Regions from separate parts of the Hordeum vulgare genome. Here region 1 is linked to region 2. The links are chromatin contacts, called in public Hi-C maps. All regions are on one chromosome and are shown on one strand. The core of a region is the stretch at or near the end of the contact, and the rest is flanking DNA. Distances in the headings are between cores, read along the strand shown. Region 1 has its middle 220 kb from the start of LOC123411506. Region 2 holds the start of LOC123411506 (phosphatidylinositol 4-kinase gamma 5-like).

Region 1 (2,935 bases), core at 209-2,708, 220 kb before region 2:
AATAATGCATATTGCTACTACCTAAGCTGGAGGCCCTTGATTTCTTGACCCCGTTGCATCGCCTCTCTGCCCCTCATTAGGGTTGGCTCTGACTGCATAGTCGGGCATCTATGTGGTGAATGTTCGGGCATCCGCAAACCTTCAATTGATTGGTTTGTGGAATTTTAAACGCCCAGGCCGATTCGCTATCCGGGGATATTTGATGCACAACGTTGGATGGTAAAACAAAAGTTCAAATCATGTTGTAAAATATCCACGGTAGAAATAACATAATACTCCCTCCGTTCCAAAATAATTGTCTTAACCTTAGTATAACTTTATACTAGAGCTTTTATAAAGTTAAGACATTTATTTTGAAACGGAGGGAGCAGATAATAACATAGATGACACATAAACGAAAAAAAATGATGTGACCGTTAATTAATAAAAAAAGAGACAAATTAAATAACATAATTATTTACTCGTACTATGAATAACATCACACATATCAAGACAAGATGAATCTATATGCTAATAACTGAAATTTCTATGTTATTAATCACTATGAAAATGATAATTTAGACTAGTAGTATATGCATGAGGCTGGTCATAGTGGGAGTAACTAAGATAGTATCATGTAATCGGGAATAGCAAACATGTTGATGTGACAGGTAATTAAAGAAGAGAGAGGGGGTTCTGGTTGCAATGGGTAGTATCATATAATAGTATCATGCATATGATACTAGTCTATGATACCACATCCGTAATACCTAGTATCATATATTAGTATCATAAAGAGTTCATTTATTGACATGCAAGACACATAGTAGCACATCATTTAATATGATACGGTATCATGATATGATACTCAACTCTCTTTTTCTTCATTTAATTATATGCCACCTCATTGAGATTGCCTAGTTGGCATGCATGATACTACATATGATACTTCCATTACGGGCAGCCTAGAGTAACATAGGTAGATACCATAACATGTTAAATGCTATGTTACTAGTATGTGTCATGAATGTCAATAAATAAGGTCATCTATGATACTGTTTTATGATACTATACACTATGAAGGTAGTATCATATAATAGTATCATATGCATGATACTACTATATGTTACTTCCCACTATGACCAGCCTGAAATGCATGTCATTTTTTATATTTCTTTTCATTATGGTAATTTAATGATACTTAGCGGCATTTTGATATCCAATGTTGAAAATGCACCCCACGTCCTCGCAAAAAAAACGCACTCCACGTCCTCGCAAAAAAAACGCACTCCACGTCCTCGCAAAAAAAACGCACTCCACGTCCTCGCAAAAAAAAACAATCCACGTGTCCTCGGGAGTTGAAATAAGATCCGCAGCCAAACGTACGTACTTTTATTTGCGCCTCGTGCCCCCACTGAGTACCCCGTCACCGCGAGGCCGGCCAACCCCTCGTGCGGCTGTCTCCCGTCCTGTCACACAGCACGTGAGCAGGCGGGGATACTTTGAGACGTGGCGCGAATCTGGACGTCGAGAGGGGACAGGCATAGCAGATGGACGGCTGCGATGGACGAACTGTTGCTTTTTGTGGACGGGACGCCCTTTGTGGTTGGTCGTGGAGATACGTTGTACGTGGACCAAAAGTAGGACGCCTACGTCTAAGCGGGATGGATCCATCGAGCCGTTGTTTCCTGTTGGTCCTCACCTTCGATCAAGTGTGTGTGGACGATTTACCGACTCCTTCTCCACCCCACGCGATGATTAATTATGCATGGTGTTTATAGCATGAAGGGGGCGTAATGCATGGTGTTTAGCATGAAAGATTTTGTTTATGTTTCCTGTTGGGTCGATCGCTGGTGCATGCTATGATAAAGCAAATAGAGCTCCCTCTATCCCAATTTAGATGTCTAGTGTATAGATGCATTTGTATCTACACAAATCTAAAAGCATCTATAGCCGGATTTTATAAATTCGACTCCTCAAATATTCGTGGATGCGGTCGGACGTATCCATGAACAGTAACCGGACGAGACTTAAATAATTTATTTTACAAACCTCAAATCCATATTATTATGGGCATGTTTGGTTCCCAGCCACACTTTGCCAAGCTAAAATTTGACAGCCACAGTTTAGTTGGCATTTGTTTGGTTTTTGCCACACTTTGGCTTGCCAAACTTTATTGTCGCTATGGTCCATTTGTCTTAGAGTCAATTTTTTTGTCAACTTTTGCCAAAGTTTGGCGTTCGTTTTTTCAGCCACACTTTGTGGCTTGCCACACTTTAATGACTTGCTACACTTTGCCTTGGCAAAATTAGTCTCCAACCAAACAGGCCCTATATGCAAGGTAAACCAATCTTTAAGCGGACCTCGTCCGGCTCTAATGTGTCCATGTTCGATGGCTGGCTGCACTCCCTAGAGTGTTGGTGTGGTCACCGTCGAGATAGACGGGACATGTGATACAAGCCGGCTCACGGGACTCGAGACGTCGGCGTCTCCCATGCCCTACTCTTCCTCGTCGGAGCCCGCGACCCTAGCGGTGTCGGTGGACGGGAGATAAAGATGAATCTGTATTAGGACAAGCCGGCGATGTCCAACACGATGTCATTGCGACGACCGGACTAGTGTACCATATGGGGCGTCAGACAATGCGACGGATCTGGTGGTGTAGGACTCAGATCCGCTGCCCGACATGACGGAGAAGGATGGAGATCGCGAGAAGGGAGCTTGGAGACAGAGTGGAGTGGAGAGAGTGGAGTGGGTGACTAGGGTTTGGTCCGCGAAGGGGATGTGTCGAATATATGTGGGGTCAGGTTGGCCAGCGTTGGCCGAGTCCGATGTGGTGGGGCGCTCGGGCCTCCCCATATTCACCTCATATTTGGCAAGATATGAGGGGTGTCGGTCAGCCCGGGCGTTTGAAATCGTTTTGCAGCGTCCATATGGGCTGGGTTTTTCTCACGGG
Region 2 (3,042 bases), core at 419-2,918:
TACAACGGCTCCCGTTCGTTAATGCAAATATGCACATGACAATGCAGTTTTTTTGGGGCCGGGGGTTGAGGGAGGCGCGTAAGAATATAATTCCATGACGGGATGGGAAATGAGAAAATGTTGTGTGTAGCGACAGGGAAATTTGTTTTCCCTCCTATATGAGATAGTATATTAATTTCTTGCTCGCATAATTCACAAAAAAATATATTCTTGCTTGTATAACCCGTAAATTAAAAAAAAACCTTGTTGCCTATATAGGGAAAATGAAACTCATCGTGTGTAAACCGGTGATTTGCTATTTGAATTGTTCCACACATGCCACATTTTGAGTTCGAAAGCCACAACTATTGCATTTACTCGAAAAATGGCATAAGCATTACTATATGCCCATAAAAGTGAGCAGAACTATTATTTAGCGCACGTGCTTAATTTTGCAACCGGCAATAAATATGCAAAATTATACTTCCTTGTTTCTAAATATAAGTCTTTTAAAGATTTTATAAGGGACTACATACGAAGCAAAATAAATGAATGTATATTTAAAAATATGTCTATATACATTCGTATGTAGTTTTTTATAAAACCTTTAAAAAGACTTATATTTAGAAATGAAGAGAGTACAAAACAATGACATGGAGTTTGTGCTCCTGAGCTCAAATGCACCATTATAAACACTAAAATTAAAAAAGGTAAAGTTTAAAATTGTTGAATTATCTACATACATGCAAATTATTTTCATGATGAAAAGGGACTCATAATGCTCTAAGCTGAAAAATTGATGCTCCAAAAAGACTGTTTTTAGAACAATTTGGAGGGTTGATTTGTTTTTTCGTCTAAGGCATTAGGACTGATTTTAATTAAAAGAAGCATACACGTATGTAAACATTCAACAATGTTGGTTGTCAAAAATATCCAATTTTGTTTTGTTTACCTTTTTTTATTGTTCATGGCCAGTGCATTTGAGCTAAGGAGCCGAAGAACACTTTCGATAAAACACAAGGTAAACTTGCCAATGTTATTCATAGATAAAACCTTCACATAAGGTTTAACCGGCAACCCAAGGACTCGTGCCTTTAGTAATGACATTGCCTTCTTTGTGGCCTCTTTCTCGTGTGTTTACCGATTTGGTAATATCCACAAAATGAGCTTTCTCGAAAAAAGGAAATTACAATACGCCTTTCGAAATTAAAAAGAATAAAAAAATCCCTTTGCAATCGCGCATAAGTAGTTGCGTCGCCCCTGGGCGACTTGAGCAACCCCCTGACCTTGGTCGCCACATGCCCTCCTTTCACCACCAACTCTCCTTCTCGGTGCCGCATGAGGTCGCTGACGGGAAAGCCAACACAGCTACCAAGGACAGCAGCGGCGAGGCATCATTGCTTGGCTTTGATTTCTGGTTCTTGGGTGTGTTAGATCTAGGGCATCGACACCGTTGTGAATGTATTGCGGCCTCTGCTGGTGGCATCAATGGCGGGCATGGCTTGTTGCAGTGTGTCGCGGTGCTTTCGGCATCAGAGGTGGCACTTTCCCGGTTGCCTATGCCTCTATAATCCTCTGGCTGGAGAGTGGTGGTCTGTGGCCCCTCGAGACAGCATGAATCCAGTATTCAGCCCCTCCCCCCCCCTCCCGACCATTCTCGACCAGATCTAGGTGTTTTCCTTATCGCCTCATTCTCCTTGGGGTAGTCGAGGTTGGTTATTTTTTTGTCATCGTGGACCTACGTTGTTCCCCTCCGGTTGCCGACCTCCACCTGCATGTTTCATGGTTGGGTTGATCCCTCCCATTTGACTCTGCCCCTTCTTTGGTCGATGAGGGGGAGGCTAACTCGGTAGTGCGGGATTGTTTGTGTGCGTTGCGTCTCCACAATCATGATCCCTCCAATGCATGTGCTATGCTCGTGCATGTAAGTTTCATTCACGGACACCTCCCATTGCGGTCACGGTAATGTTCCAACCGTTGCTCAAGTTGATGAGATCTTTAGGTCATTCTTGTCGATCTAGACCGTACCATCATCGACTTCTCATCAAATCATGCCATCTTTGACAACATACCAATCATGTCATCTCCGACGTTATAATCCCTTTCTTCTCGATGAATTACATGCGGCTCTCCTACACGGTTCACCAAGAATTTGCGGATAGGCCCGTGGAAAAACCGCGCAGGCCGTACGATCCAATTAGATCAAACCCGAGGGTCGCCGGAGGAAGAAGGCCATCGCACACACTGACACACACGCGTTGGCCCGGCCAATCCAAGCTCACGCGCCCCTCGCACCTCTCTCCCCATTACCAAACCTAACCATGGTTTGCTCAGCTCCTTAAATTAACCCCCCCTCCATTACACATCTCCCCTGTCCCCCTCCTCTCCCTCTCGCACCCCCACCCCCACCCAGCCTCCTCGCAAGCTCTCGCGCTCGCACGCTCGCTCAGGCACGAGAGAGCGAGGGAAGAAGAAGGGGGGCGAGAAGTCAGGACCCGGGAGGCGGAGGCGGCGGAGTGCCGTGCCGGGGAGTGGGAGGAGCCGCTCCAACGCCGGACGCCGGACGAAAGAGGCGGCTGCGGCGCACCTGCCAGATCTGCGGCCCCGCCGGCGGCGGGCCGCCATTTCCAGGTCTCCGCATTGGTTCAGGTACGGACAAGGCTTCATTCCCACCTTCGTGCTGGTGCTCGTTCCGCCGGTAGAGTCCCGGGCCTTCGCCGCTCCTTCTCTCTTGCTCAGTGGAGAGAGCAGAAGTGCCGGCGTTCTTTTGGTAGGAAAAAAAAATACGGTGCTTCGTCGCCAAGGAATGGAGCGCGGCTTCGTTCTGGTAGTTTCTGGAGCAATAATTGTTCCTCTTTTAGGATTCTCCGGGCATTTTAGCTGGACCGGGCTCATTAATGCCATTCCCTTACGCGTAGCTCGTGTCATCAAGCGCTCAATCATCTGACGATTCTGTAGCTCGCTCCAGCATCAGCTGATCTACTATGTCTGAGCGAAGCTCGTACGTACTCGCGCAGCTTCCTTAGTGCGGATTCAGCTTGAAAGCTCCAAGATTTCTGTCGT

What was found. Hi-C and Micro-C count contacts between places; a contact is called where the count stands out from the background.
Region 1: a Hi-C map of leaf shows a contact between it and region 2, with 4 times the contacts expected there. The contact joins the enhancer-like site here to the promoter of LOC123411506 in region 2. A contact is called at or near these places in 3 of 6 Hi-C or Micro-C datasets (leaf and seedling) and 1 of 1 datasets of contacts at active chromatin or transcription factors (embryo).

Annotation. Positions count from the first base shown.
Region 1 is chr7H:123,843,359-123,846,293 of MorexV3_pseudomolecules_assembly, reverse strand. No RefSeq gene overlaps it. Among protein-coding and RNA genes, the nearest start is that of LOC123411506, 220 kb to the right of the region's middle. Within about 2 kb of position 1,458, at least 3 of the 3 cell types and tissues checked have open chromatin away from gene starts, as enhancers often do. A contact at or near this core is called in leaf and seedling, where this site is marked.
Region 2 is chr7H:123,624,113-123,627,154 of MorexV3_pseudomolecules_assembly, reverse strand. It overlaps LOC123411506 (phosphatidylinositol 4-kinase gamma 5-like), which reads left to right and starts at 1,668. Exons shown (of 2, transcript XM_045104465.1): 1 at 1,668-2,628.